3 separate regions of the Mus musculus genome follow, and all the other regions are linked to region 3. The links are chromatin contacts, called in public promoter capture Hi-C maps. All regions are on one chromosome and are shown on one strand. The core of a region is the stretch at or near the end of the contact, and the rest is flanking DNA. Distances in the headings are between cores, read along the strand shown. Region 1 overlaps Ppp1r16b (protein phosphatase 1, regulatory subunit 16B). Region 2 overlaps Ppp1r16b (protein phosphatase 1, regulatory subunit 16B). Region 3 holds the start of Plcg1 (phospholipase C, gamma 1).

The links. Promoter capture Hi-C pulls out the DNA fragments that hold promoters and counts their contacts.
Region 1: a promoter capture Hi-C map of hippocampal neurons shows a contact between it and region 3, with 5 times the contacts expected there. The contact joins the enhancer-like site here to the promoter of Plcg1 in region 3. A contact is called at or near these places in 13 of 39 promoter capture datasets (the 3T3-L1 cell line, the C10 cell line, cranial neural crest and 8 more), 1 of 15 datasets of contacts at CTCF or cohesin (large pre-B cells) and 2 of 115 datasets of contacts at active chromatin or transcription factors (embryonic forebrain and forebrain).
Region 2: a promoter capture Hi-C map of second pharyngeal arch cranial neural crest shows a contact between it and region 3, with 7 times the contacts expected there. The contact joins the enhancer-like site here to the promoter of Plcg1 in region 3. A contact is called at or near these places in 5 of 39 promoter capture datasets (the 3T3-L1 cell line, cranial neural crest, liver and 2 more) and 3 of 115 datasets of contacts at active chromatin or transcription factors (cardiomyocytes, pro-B cells and thymic regulatory T cells).

What each region holds. Positions count from the first base shown.
Region 1 is chr2:158,686,668-158,691,408 of GRCm38.p6, forward strand. The region is part of intron 1 of Ppp1r16b (protein phosphatase 1, regulatory subunit 16B); the gene reads left to right. Among named protein-coding and RNA genes, the nearest start is that of Ppp1r16b, 22 kb to the left of the region's middle. Within about 2 kb of position 1,289, at least 58 of the 459 cell types and tissues checked have an H3K27ac peak or open chromatin away from gene starts, as enhancers often do. A contact at or near this core is called in forebrain, hippocampal neurons and liver, where this site is marked.
Region 2 is chr2:158,709,799-158,714,402 of GRCm38.p6, forward strand. The region is part of intron 2 of Ppp1r16b (protein phosphatase 1, regulatory subunit 16B); the gene reads left to right. Among named protein-coding and RNA genes, the nearest start is that of Ppp1r16b, 45 kb to the left of the region's middle. Within about 2 kb of position 2,748, at least 43 of the 459 cell types and tissues checked have an H3K27ac peak or open chromatin away from gene starts, as enhancers often do.
Region 3 is chr2:160,728,880-160,733,382 of GRCm38.p6, forward strand. Plcg1 (phospholipase C, gamma 1) reads left to right here and starts at 2,431. Exons shown (of 34, transcript NM_021280.3): 1 at 2,431-2,465; 2 at 2,839-3,154. The coding sequence starts at 2,938. It overlaps Gm52567 (a long non-coding RNA gene), which reads right to left and starts at 1,868. Exons shown (of 2, transcript XR_003954082.1): 1 at 827-1,868.

The DNA of each region.
Region 1 (4,741 bases), core at 39-2,538, 2.0 Mb before region 3:
TTCTGTGGCCGCAGGTGGCCTGCTTTGAAAATGATCCTCTGGCTTTGGAGGAAGTTTTTTTTTTTTTTTTTTTTTTCTGTTTCTGCACAGGGGATGGGGGTGGGGGTTCCACACCCCCAATCTTGGAGGAACTGTGTTCGTAATATGACTCCCATTTCCCTCTACCTAGCTGTTATATAAGCTTCTTTGGGAAACCGGTGACTGTGATTGATGGGACCACATGGGACGTTTACAGATATTATATCTGCATGTCCCTGTCCTTTGTGTGTGTCCCCTGGGCCCCTCCCCACACTGGCATTCTTACCTACAAGTAGTCTGGCTTCTCTGGGTTCACGTGTCTAACAGGAGGCTCAGTGTGGATGACTGATGTGTTCATGGGCTTCCTGTGTCCACTGAACCATCGACCCCTTTGAAATCCATCTCTTGGAAGCCTAAGGAGGCCATCTCACCTTTACATGAAGCGCCAACCCCAAACATCAACCCATCATCTGCTTGGAATGGACCTGACAGGTTGTGTTGTCAGATGCGGGCTCCAGACATGCTCAGCAAAATCCTTATTCTGTTGGATGCTTTCCCAGCCCAGTCAGGATTGGGGCTCCTGGGAAACTGTCTACCACACCGCTGGCCCTTGTCTCTTTGCAGCCTGATGGGTGGTTATTGAGTATAGGGGAGAGGGACCCCAACATTGTTCTAGGGCTGGCCTCTGATTTTGCATTAGAAGTTTTTTTCCCTCAGGCCTGGCTGACAGCATCCCTATATTACCTGCCCACAAGTCTGATTCTACCTGAGGCTGAAGCAACCAGTGTCCTCAACTAGTCCAAGGAAATGTCATTGGTGCCCCAGAGCTGACCATGATTCATCTCCAGAGAGAGCCCGGGCCATGGGTTATCTGGTCACTCTTTATTCCGATGAATTATGAATTCTGCCTCTCTTCTTTATAAATGTGAAACCCTGTAAATGAGCTTCAGGGTCACCATTAAGAGATCTGAATGAAGTGACATGTCTGGGAGAAGTAGAGTTGAGGAGCAGTTCCTTGGGGACCCTGGTCCTCCATCAGGTTTAGAACCAGGAGGCCTGGGTATGGTGACTGTGCCCAGAGTCTAAAGGGGTCATTCTTGCAGGAGTAGGACAGTCAGTGCACCGAGTCCCCTGACGGTGGGGCCGGAGGGACAGAGGAGATTGCTAATTCGGATATCTGGAGCAAGTCTCCTTGCTCATGCGTGGAGCATCTCGAGCTCTCGAGGGTGATGTTATGCAGCTGTACTGTGGGAGGGCGGGGGTGTGCATCCCTTTAGTGAAGAAGCAAGCCCTGAGTGAGAGCTGGAAGGGAGGAGGCACCGCCCGCCCCGCCGCCGCTGCCCACCCGGGCTGTTTGTTTTGTTTTCTTTTTCCCCTCATGCTCAGTGGCACAGGAAACACGAGGAGAAAAGCACTCGTGGCCCTTCCTCCCGCAGCGCCTGCCAAGACCGCCGAGAAGAATAGCCGAGGAACTGGGAGAAAAAGCCGAACATTTTAACAGTGTGAACTTTGAAACGCTCTCTCTCTGACTCATGTTCGACAGTCTCTTCAATTCGAATTCACCTTCCCTCGTGTTGTTTTTCTCAAACTGGTAGGCTTGATTCCAAAGATGTGTCAATCAGCTGCTCCCTCCTGTGTGTGTGTGTGTGTGGTGTGTGTGTGTGTGTGTGTGTGTGTGTGTGCGCGCCTGTGTGCGTGTGCATGTGTGTGTCCTTTCTCCCAAGTCAACACACATGAATGCTGTTGGAACCCAGCCTTGACCTTCTTCCCTTCCTCAAGGCTGGCCTTCCACTTAGACCTGTTGAGTCTGTAATGGCCTTTGTAGGGGAAAGTCCGCATATTGATAATAGTCTTCTGCAAGAGGCCACAACCCTTCCTGGGGTCCCTAGACCTGCATCTTTAAAAGCATCCTTGCCGCACTTTAAGATATTCTGGGTAATAAGGAACTGGGTTATATAATATATGAGGTGTGTTGGTTTGGCTAGCTGGAGTCCAGCGTCTCATTGTTCAAAGGACCCCTTATTCATCTCCTTTACCACCAAGCACTGGCTGCATGTAGAGACTGCCTTCAGAGCACCTTGGCTTCAGTCTCCTGGCTCCTCAGACAGAGGGAAGAGAAAGCTTCTGGTTGGGCCAACTTAAGGCCTAGGCCTGCCCTAGAACCAATCCCTGTCTGGGCTCAGGCCCTTACCAAGACCTCTGACCAATCAGGGCTCAGGATAATGAAGGAGTTCTAAGACCTCCCATTACTGTGCTCTTCTCAGGAGTACGCTCAGTAGCAGGAGCAACCCCACCAACAGCCTTTCATCTGTTGTGCCTCCTGCTATCCCATGGCTCCGCTTCCACTGAGCACTCTTCCCCTTAAGGGCCAATCTCACGGTGCCCAGATGCGCACCCTGGTCCCTTCTCCTCAAGGCAGCAAGGATGAGTGTGTGCATAGAGAAGAACCAAGTTAAGACTCTGCCAGCCTGGGGGATGGGGGGTAAGGTGACGACACCTTGGTGGCCTGTTCCCGCTTCTCCCAGGGCCCAATGCCTTGGCCTTAAACTTCCTGTTGGTCACAATTGAGCTATTTTGGTATGTGGCCCAGATGTTGGGGAAAGTCAGTACCCCACCCTACTTCCCCTGGACTCAGTTTTCTCACACTTGCACACACTTCCTGATGACCTCATTGCCTGCGCAGACCCCCATATCATACCCCCAGCCCAGTCCCTTTATGAGCTGAGGTCTCACAGGCCTGTGTGATGGTTCATTGATACTTTCACCATGCACCAAGCTTAAAATATTGCCATTCCACTGATTTACCTCGAAGCCTGGCCTCCTTAAAATACTGAGATTGTTGTTCTCCCAGGGCCAGATAGATAACCTTGCTCTGTTTCCACTGTCCAAGTATGGACTGGGATGCAAGAGTCTCTTGAAGCCACCTCCAAGCTCAATGGAGTCCTGAATTCCTGGGATCTCCCAGCACCCAGGCCAGAGTCCTTCAGGGGGTGGGGGTGGGGGGCTGGGAGGCCGCAGGGAGTGCGGCTGCCTGGCTGCTGTTGGCCTGCACCAGGCAATTCTTTAATTAGCGTGAGCAGGGTTTTCTCGAATGGGGGCGGAGGAGGTGTGTGGGTCTATTGGGGGAAACTAGGTCACCTGAAAACTAGCAGTCAGGAGGGAACTGTCCTGGGGCCCTGCTGCAAGGGAACCCAAGGGGTAAGGTGGGAGGGGCAAAGTCACAGAAAATATGCCCTGGCCCCTTTTACTGCTCTTGGGAGATGCTGTCCCTAGCTTTCTCTAGGGGGCTGGTCGACTGTCCTTAAATTCTTCGCCCAGAGCAAAGAGGGCAATACAGTAAACAAGTTCTGACTGTCTGGAGCTTGTAGAGAGAGCATCATGGTAGGAGTCAGGCCCCTGCCTCCGCTGCTGCTCATTCTGTACTCCCTTGCCCGTTTGCCATACATCAGTGAGACAGGGACCATGTCTGCCTTTCACCAGCTATTTTCCTCATCCCTTAGCACAGTCCTGGTGTGTGGCAAATGCTTGAAAGGTATTGGCTGGGTTCGTATGGGTGCTTCTAGGATCGAGGCTGCAACTCAGCGGCAGAGAGCATATGGAAGGCCTTGGGTTCCCCCCCCCCCCCCCACCACTAAAACTAAACCACAGAACACGCCCCCCAAACCCATGTGAGTTGTTCTCCTCTAAGACGGTTGTCATGAGAACCAGTTGTCGTTGTGAGGCGGCTTCCCCAAATGTCAGTGACTTACATATCCTGCCAACACTGAATTCTGACACTATTTCATTTTGCTTTACTATCAAGCCACTAGTTGTAGATTGAAATGAAGTTATATAAAAAAAAAAGGAAATTTCATGTCACCTCCATAAATAAACAGTAGCTGTGAACACAGCCACCAAACCAAGCGATGCTTTTACATTTCTTCTTAAATACCATCGCTGTCCCCCTCCCCAGGCCGGGAACCTCAGGGGGACTGACTGGCATGGCTCTAAAGAGGTTACCACCTATGAGCATCAGACTGATGCTTTTTTTTTTTTTCTTCAGAAACCTTTGAAGATTTTTTTTTTTAAAGGCATGGAAAGGCTGTATTCTGCTGTCTGCAAAGGCCCATGCTGCAAGCCCCCTACCAATGAACTGTGCCTCCAGATTTTTCTTTCTTTTGAGACAGAGTCTTGCAAAGTTTTTCAGGCTGGTATTGAACTTGCCGCTCTCCCATCTCCGGCTCCTGTGGAGAGAAAAGGAGAGGGAGGGCAGGGGAGAGGAGATTACAGGCCTATACTACCAGGTTTGGTTTCAATAGTTTTTATTAGTGTGTATTAAATATATAAAAGAGTGACTTTCATTGGTTCTGATCTCTTTCTATGTTTAGAACTCCTGGTTGAGGTGATGGCTGAAAAAGGTTTCTTTCTTTTTTTTACTTTTATTATTATTATTTTTTTGAGACACAGTCTCATACTGTTAGCCCAGGCTATCTTGGAACTCACTGTATAGCCCAGGCTGGTCTCAGACTCACTGGGGCCATCCTGTCTCAGCCTCTTGAGTGCTGTACCACAGGCATGTGCTTTTATACCCAGTTTGGAAGGTGTTTGAGAAGAGGAAGGCATTTTTACATGCAGTTGCATGGCATGGCTTATTCCTACTTCAGTTGGCATGTTTTGGGGCTCCCCTACCCAGGGTGTGATCAGTGTTGATAATGAAGAAGTGGATGTGTGTGAAGTTATATCG
Region 2 (4,604 bases), core at 1,498-3,997, 2.0 Mb before region 3:
AACCATGAGTCAAGGCCAATCTTTGCTCATTTGTTAAAAAATATTATTACATTCATATTTAATGTGTGTGGGGTGTGGGCGTGAGTGTGTGTACATGTAGAGAGGTCAGAGAACAACTTACAGGAGTTAGTTTTCTCCCTCTACCATGTGGGTCCCAGAGATTGATCTCAGGTAATCAGGTTTTGTACATTGAACCATCTTGATGGCCCCTTTCCTCTTTAAGGTTTTTGGGGTTTTTTTGTGGTATTTTTTTTTCACAGCAATGGAATGCTGATTCACACATCTTGCCTTGGTTGTAGTTAGCGGCAGCTAGTGTGAATCTTCTTCCATGTGATTTTCATCAAGCACAGTGCTCTTAGGGCTCTAAGAAGGCAAACACCAGTGCGCAAGTGTCTGCCCAGCCTTTGTCTGTATCATACTTACTGATGTCTCATTGGGTAGAATGAGTCACGTGGCTTAGTTCAGCACCAATGTGGGAAAAGGCACCATTCAGGGGTGGCCACTGTTGTTATAATCCACCATTCATATTCATTCTAGACTTAAAAAATATTATTAGTATATATTTGTTATACAAGGTGATGGGCTTCCTAATGATAGTGTGCTCAAATGAATTATGTACTTTGACCATATTCTTGCCTTGACCCCTCCCCTGTCTCTATTCTCCACTCCCTTTTTCCCCTCTTCTCAAATAGCTCCTCTTATATTTTCTTGTCATAAATATAGGTATATATCTGCATATGTAAATGTACGTGTGTGTGTATATAGACACGGGTTTCACATGTGAGAGAAACATGCACTATTTTGTCTTTCTGGGTCTGGTTTGTTTTGCTTGACACGACATTCTCTAATTCAGCCCATTGCCCTGCCAACACTGTAACTGTCTCCTTTCTGTTTCAGATGTTTAAATTATTCTTTAAAGGTTCATTTACATATTTGTTTTTGTGTGCCCATGTGTGTGCAAGATGTGGGTGAGTGCCCATCGAGGCCAGAAGGAGGTGTTGGATTCCCTGTGAGCACCCTAACATGGGTGCTGAGAACTAGTCTCCAGCTCTCAGCCCAGCCGCTTTTCTTCATTTTGTGGCTGAGGAATCCCCACGGTGTGTCCACTAGGCTGAATCTAATGGGGCTGGCAGCTTTTCTTTAGACCGAAATCCTCACAACGTGATCCGGTGGCTCCCGGCAGTCACGCTGACTGATGGTCAGATGCAGATGCCTCTGAAGTCCCCAGATCTGCTGCATGACCCAAACACCGCAGCCTGGAGTAGGGAATGCCGAGCGTCCGGTTGGCATGGACTCGAAGATGGCGAGGCAGTCAGGACTCAGTGCTGGGCGTGGGCTTGTGCTTACCATGGATTTTCTTGCTTATTAGCTCCAGAGCAGGCCAGTGATTCATGTGATCTCATAATATTTTACTGCATATACAATATCTTGGGTCAGTGTAAAACAGAGACGGGACCAAGCAGTAAGCCACAGCCAGATGCAATGGGTTATTAGTTCACGGGTGCCGTTCGCTCCCATGGAGATAATAAAACAGCTTTCAAGGAGCAGATGACGGGGGAAGTGGACTCGAAAGGGCCTGTGGGTGAGAGAGGGCAGTGCCGGGGTAGGCCTTGAGGCTCAGAGCATGGAATCATGTGACTCTTAAGTTTTAGCCTCTATTCCATAGCCAGGGGCAAATTACTTCAACTCTTTTGGACTCAAGGTTCCTTGGGAAACTGTAATATTCAGAGTTGAAGACTGGGAAGGGGAGCATAGCTGAGGTAAATATTGCTGTTATTTGCTTCTGGTCTCTGTCACAAAAGGCCAGAAGCAAAGTTAGCATGTCTTCCTGGTCTTCCTTCTCCTGTTGCTGCTCGCCGTCTGACTGTATCCACTCTATTGCTCTTTACTAACCTGTCAGTCATTCACACTGAGGGTTGTTCTTACTGTACTCACCTTCCCTTTAGTGTGAAAGAGACGGCGGTTTGTTTTGTAGGTTTGTTTTGTAACAAGCAGGGCCGCGGTGGTGCGTGCTTTTAATCCCAGCACTCAGGAGGCAGAGGCAGGCTGACCTCTGAGTTCAAGGCTCTACAGAATGAGTTCCAGGACAGCCAGAGCTACACAGAGAAAGCCTGTAAAACAGCTTGACCCCACTCACCCCACCCCAACCCCCACCTCCCACCTAGACACACACACACACTACACAATGTGTCACTTAAAGTGTGTTTGCCTCAGGGAGATCTTTCAGGGTCTCTGTAACTAAAAGACCCAGCCTTTAACTTACTTCTGAGTGATACCATAGACTTTTTCTGATCTATTGAGCTAGTGGGACTGTGTGTTTGGATTGGCTCCGGCAGTGTGTATCTTAATTACAAAACCCCTTTGGCAGGCCCCTAATTAGCGTCTGTAAATTGCTCTCTCTAACCTCTTGGAGCCAATGCAATCTGCTCTCTGGTTATTAAAAGATTCCTCAACCCTGGACAATTTTGTTAAAGCTTTCCCAAGTTGCTTGGCACCTAGCTTTTTTGTCAAGAAGACATGGCGGCCACCCTTGCTGGACGGGCTCTGTGTCTGCAGTCACTCCTTCCGGCTCATGGCTTCCTTCTCCATTTGCTGCCTACGCTACTGAAAATAACTTGTGTTCTGGCAAGCCTGAAATGAGATTCCTTCTGATTTAATCAGAGCCATGGCGAAGCTCTTCCAGCTCTCTAGAGGAATCCTCTAGAGCCTGAGGGCCGCTTAGAGGCCGGGCATGGCAAGGGGGTGGAGCCTGCCGGAGCATCACAGTTGGAGCCCTGCCAGGCCCAGCATGGATTTATCTTTTAGCCTTTTAGAGTGAGACCTTGATGGCTTGCAGGTGTTTTGTGGCCTATGCCACGTGGGGTCCATTGTCTCAGTTCCCTGTAACCTCACCTGACAGCCTCAAAGACAGCAGGCAGGACACGGTGTCCCTCCATGCCAGCTGCTCAGGCTGGAGGAGCCAGTATTTTCCAGATAGGGAGAGAATAGGACGTGTTTGTCCCCACTGAAGCTGGGGATTCACTCAGGTTTTGTTTTTTGTTTTTTTCCCAAAGTGGCATTCAACTAGAAAGTGACTGCCCTAGATAAGAGAAGCTGGGGATGATAGAGTAGCTGATGAGTGAGTGTGGGTGGGTGAGAGTGTTGGCCACTAAAGGAGCTGACAAGGTAAGGAGAGGGACTGGGGACAGGGGACAGGGAATGGCTACGAAGAGGGGGTAGCTCTCGAGTGGGTTAAATGTGAGCTGTGGTGGCTGAAGACAGCCCAGCTGGGAGAGGCTGCTCTGCCTTGTGTACAGCTGCCTCCTGTTAGGGCTGGTGTCTGGGTCACAGTTGGTACCCGAACCCGGTCTGCTGCATATCCGTGGGGTACAGCCCTCCTGGACCAGGCTGCGTTGTTACTGTGACAAGGGGGTGGGTGAGGTGGCTAGGTGAGGCTCTCACCTTGGGGAAGATACTCTGAGGACCTGGCATCACCACAGCTCCACCTTTTCTCACCATAACCTACATTTCACCAGCATCCCTCAACCCCTCCTTCTGTCGCTCAGTTCCTCCCTCCCTCCCTTGCACCGTCTCTCCTCTATCTATCTATCTATCTATCTATCTATCTATCTATCTACCTACCTATCTATCTATCTATATTTTTGAGACAGTAGTCCCTCTGTAGCCCTGGCTGGCCTGGAATTCACTGTGTAGACCAAGCTGGCCTTAAAATCACAGACAGCACTTGCCTGCCTCTGTCTCCTGAATCTCCTGCTGCGATATGCACCACCACACCTGGCCCCATTTATTTATCCATTTGTTTGTTGTCAGTGTAGTACCACAGGCTGGCCTTGAAACTCTATGCAGCCGAGGAGGATCTTCAACTTCTAATCTTCCCGCCCCCTCCCAGGATTAAAGGTGTGCCTCACTGTGTCTGCATTTCGTGGTGTTGGAGTGATAGAACCCCAGGGCCTCACGATAGTAGGCAAACACTCTACCCCCTAAGCTACATCCCAGCCTCCTCCCACCCCTGAGCCAATGTCTGTTGGGTGCTTCAGAGTCAAGCAAATCACCATACACCAACCCACTGATGCTCTTAGGGACTCTCTAAACCTCTCGAACATCCCCATATTTCAGATGAACAAACTGAGGCTGGGAGAAGTCTAGTGACTTGCCAGGATCGTGTGCTGTTGGGTTCTATGTGCTGAGTCTGATGCTGCAGCCTGGGACATTCCCCTCTCCTTAAATCCCAGTCTCCCTCCTCTCTAGGTCACTGCACTTGGCAAGGTCTGGGCTAGCAAAAGCTCAACATGAGCCTCCTGCCTAAGCAAGAAACCAGAGGAACAAGCCCAGTGCTCCTGGCCCCCATCTGCCCAGAGGTACAACTGCCTGGCCCCACGGATGCAGACTTCATCTCCAGAGAGGGTCACATAAAGTCCTAGCCTCTGGCCAGGCTCCCCTCAGACATCATTTGCGTGGAGATGTTTATAGTCTGGGTGATTTTCCATCACCCCAAGCATCTGAGAGATGGCGGTCTCCCTTCTATCTGACGCTGTCCTTCGGAGCATCTTAAAACAAGCGTTATGTCAAAGGCCACACTCAGCGAACAGTTTTAACAACATCCT
Region 3 (4,503 bases), core at 1,181-3,680:
TTTGGGATAGCATTGAAAATGTAAACGAGGAAAATACCTAATAAAAAATAAATTAAAAAAAAGAAGAAGCTCACAATATGCTTACCACTGTTCTAAGTAGTTATTAAACGCAATATGAGATCAGGCCCACAGGCCAGAGGGGCAGCTGGGCAGTCTTTCCTTGACTCCAGGAACAGGCTTGGTATAAGCTAAGGTTGAAGCATGAGTGTTGCCTGAAATAAGCCCCAATCTGGGCTAGTCGGGGTGACGTCACAGGCAAGTGCCTTGTGTGGGGGCTAGAGCACCTCCCAGACAGCACAAATGTATATACATTACCAGTGACACCTACACATCCTTATATATGCTGAGCTGGGGGAAGCCCATACTGGCTACACCCTGTGTGTGCCCTACTTTTCCCAAACTTCCTTGGGTAGAAGGAGACACCTAAGGCCTAGGAAGCTAGGAAGAGGAAATGAGGCCCTGTTTCCCAATTATAGGCCTGGCAAACAAATTGCTGTTGGAAGAAAATCATGGAGCCCCTGGGGGTGGGGGTGGGGTCTTGTTACAGACACAAAAGCAAAAAAGGTTTGGGCTGAACACAAGGAAGCTCCCAGAAAATAGAATTTTAAAGCATACTGTAGCCTCTAGGCTGCTGGAGTTGGCACAGAAAGCTCAACAACGATTACAACATTTTAAGAGGGTGTCTCCTGAGAGAACCGGCCAGACCAGGCAGGCAGGGAAAGGCCCTGTTCAGCTCCATCTGCCCTCTCTGTCTAATCATCCTGGCTGGCCATTCCCCTCCACTGAGTAAAAACCCCAGGGCCTTTGCACATGCTGTTATTCATACCTGGAAAGTACTTTCCTCCAGCCTTCCCTTCAAAATACATATGTCCATCTCTTTACACCATTTGGCCTCTCTTGAAGTCCTACAGACATAAGACACAGCTCCTCTTACTTAATGATTGGCCAGCTAGCCAATGGCCACCAGGATTACCTCTCACCCAGTGGGCTCTCTTGTGGAACACAGACACTCAGCTTCCCACTTATTACATAGCCTGACTTCAAGTCACGGGGCTCTGAAACCTTGATTAGAAGATAATTAGGATCATGAGTTGTGCAAGCCAACCTCAAGTCCAGTTTCCGCCTACATCAGAGGCCTGTCACTAGGTGGCAGTCAGTCTATCTCAACTCCCCAGTCCCTCAGGACAAAGTTCCTCAGTGGTATACAGAATTCGGACGTTCTTGAGACCACCCTCAAGGGAAATAGCGCATCTGTCACTATTTGCCTGGCAAAGCGAAGGTGGCCCAGGTGGGTGGGTTGTCCAAACCCATACATCACAAATTCTAGTCTCAGGAATCCCAGGGGAGCTTTCCTGCAAGGGGATGTTGTGTGGGACTTCTCACCTCTGAAATGCAGATGCTGTCCAGAGCTGCAGGGTAGCTGTCCAACTAACTGTCTGCTCATCATTGGCCAGACGGCAGGATCAAGGGATGCCCTCGGGTTTACCCGTGCTGTTCAGAGAACGGCTTTTGGAAGATTGATTTTAAGTTATTTAACAGTCACAGACAGGTGTCATGTCTGGAGAATAGAGGCAAAGTCCGCGGTGAGGGATGAAGCAGGAGAGATAGGGGAAGGCAAGACAGGACTGCTGGGCCACGAAGCTGTGCTGATTTGAAGCACAGTGGGAATTCACGTACGCAATTTCAAAGGCTTTAGTGGTAAATTCTGAAGCTCAGATGCAGGCAAGACCCAAGAGGATAGTGTACACAGAGAGAAGAGGGGTCCTCAGGATCGTGCGTAGAGTGGAGAGAGCCCCAAAGGCAGGAGGGAAGAGCCTCAGTGGATTACTTAGGGATGAGGGAGAGAAGAAAAAAGGTTCTTGCAAGGTGTGGGGTCTTCCAAATTCAGGAGTTCACTGCCATATAGAGAAGGTGTAGCGGGTGAAAGGGGCCATGTGATGAGGATGGCAAGCAAGGCTGTGGCGCAGATGACGAGATGCCTGGGTCGGGAGGTCAGGGGAGACCCAGGATTGGGGTCACCTGTGTCTGCGCAGAGGGGAAGCCACCCTGCAACTGGCCCAGCACTGAGTCCAGAGGAAAATGAGGCAGAGGACAAACCAGAGCTTCGGAGACTAAGTGCAGGTAGGGCGCGGGCGGAGCGTGAGGAGGGCAGCGGACCACGCGAGAGGCCTCGAAGGCCACCGGACCCGCGTCCGAGAGTCTGAGGGCCCTGCCCACACCTGCGTGGCCCCCTCCCCAGAGGCCACACTCCAAGGCCACCCTAGAACCCGTCTGTCTGCTCAAGCCCTTGCAAAAGACGTCTGCGCAGAGGGGGCGTGGCAGGCGTGCTGTCACTCACGGCCTGTTAGCCAATCCACGAGTGCGCCCCTCCCCGGAGAGGGTGCGCGGAGGGCCCGCCCCCGCCGCCACCGCGGGTGTGAGGAGGCCAGGCTGGCGCGGCTCCCTCCGCCCGGCAGCCTTGCCAGGTAACCGGGTTCGGCGGGAGGGCTGGGGGTCGCGCAGCCCCCTCGCTCCCTGGGAGGCGTGCACACTGCCGCGGCGGGTCCCGTGTGGGCCGGAGGCCCGTGCGCGCGTCGGACCGACGGGCCGCAGCCTGTGGGCGGGGTTGCGTGCGTGACGGGCGGCCGTGCCCCGCGTTGTGTCAGGCCTGCGCGGGGAAAGCTCGGCCGAACCGAGGTGTCCAGGTCCGCCCGCTGCGGCCTGCCCCGGGTTGCGGGGCGCAGGCGCGGCGGTGGGCGGGGGTCGTCCCCAGGAGCGTCTTTGTTCCCGGCGCGCTGAGGGCGGAGCCTCACCCCGCCCCGCCCCCGCGCTCAGTCCCCGCCCCGCGTCCGCCCGCAGGAGCTGCCACCGGGTCCCGCTCGCCTCCCCGGCCGCCGCCACCGCCTCCGCCTCCGCCGCTCCGGGCCCGCCGGCTTGCGTCGCCGAGGTCGCTGCAGCATGGCGGGCGTCGCGACCCCCTGCGCCAACGGCTGCGGGCCTGGCGCACCCTCCGAAGCCGAGGTGCTGCACCTCTGCCGCAGCCTCGAGGTGGGCACCGTCATGACTTTGTTCTACTCCAAGAAGTCGCAGCGGCCAGAACGGAAGACCTTCCAGGTCAAGTTGGAGACGCGCCAGATCACATGGAGCCGCGGCGCGGACAAAATCGAGGGGTCCAGTAAGTGCGCCCCACTCCGGCCTGCCTCGCGCCTGCCCGCCTCCCAAACACTTGGGCAAACTTTCGGGCCTCGCGCCTGGCGCCCCGTCTCCGCCCAGTCCCTGGTGGTCACTCTGGGGCGGGTGGAGGGGGGCATCCGGGTCTTGGATCACCTGATAGGACACCCCCTCCCCCAGTAGGGGGGGAGTGTTCCAGGCACTTTGCCCTGAGGCCTAAGAGTCCTCACTGGTTGGACAAGTGGAGTGGGATTCCGGCCCTTAGCATCGGGCGGCTGTCAGTGGCTGTGAGGGGAAGCCAAGACAGGGACCCCCTCATCCAACCTGAGAACCTGGGGAACCGACAAGATCTTCCTGCCCACTGCCATTTCTCCAGAGTGTGCTGTCTGTGAAAACTCCTAAGAGCTCCGGGATGGGCTTATTGGCGCAAGAACCTTTGGAATCCTCATGTAGAACTTAGGCAGATGTTGGGGTAGGGCTGGTTGTGGAGCAGAGCGGGCCTACTCATCTCCCTCTTCTTTGGGAGGATGGGGTATGAAAGCTAAAACCGTGACTGCTTCCCCCTCCCCATGTCCCGTGGATGGTTTTTTTTTTTTTTTTTTTTTTTGCCCCAGATCTGAATTTTGGAGGTCCATGGTGCTAGGCAGCCATCCAAAGCTAGAGCCAGGGCTCCTTTGCCCTTGCAGCATATAACAAGGAGCTTGCATTCAGAAAGGTTCCCTGGCCTTGGGTTTTGAGGTCCAGCCCTTTGTGTTGGATGTTCTCGTGACCACAGGGTAGCCCAGAGTTGCTCCTCTGGTTTCCTGTCGTAGCCTTCCCAGACCTGAGTGTGGTGGGTTTACACACAAGTCTCTGGTGGGAGAAGTAAGTCAGGAGTTTTGAGAAACCTCGGCTCTTTCTGATAGTCATTTTCCTCGGTGTGAGGCAGGATGAGGAGTCTTTGCAACTCCAGGCTTTGAGATGTTTCTTACAAGAACCCCCAAAGAGTCTATGGTTGAAGGGACCTAGCCTAAGAGCCAGGTCTGTGTTAGAGAAGGGGGGGTGGTGTCAGGAAGTAACAACGGAGAGAAGGTCCCACAGATCTTCCTGGGGATGGTGTACATGTGTGTCGATGGGTGAGGAGATGAGGAGGAAGGAAGGTTTCTGTGGTAAGACAGCCATCCTCAACTACAAACTTCAGGTCTGACAGAATTGGCCCTTAACCATCACCAGTGCCCATCAGCCCTGGCCTCCGCTGGAAGAACATTTCAGTGATTTTCAGTGTTGGGGGATGGAACTGCAGACAGTTCCGGTAGTCCTGAGACATCACTCAGACATCAGGTTGCAGGCATGGCATTTTACGTTTGTAGTATT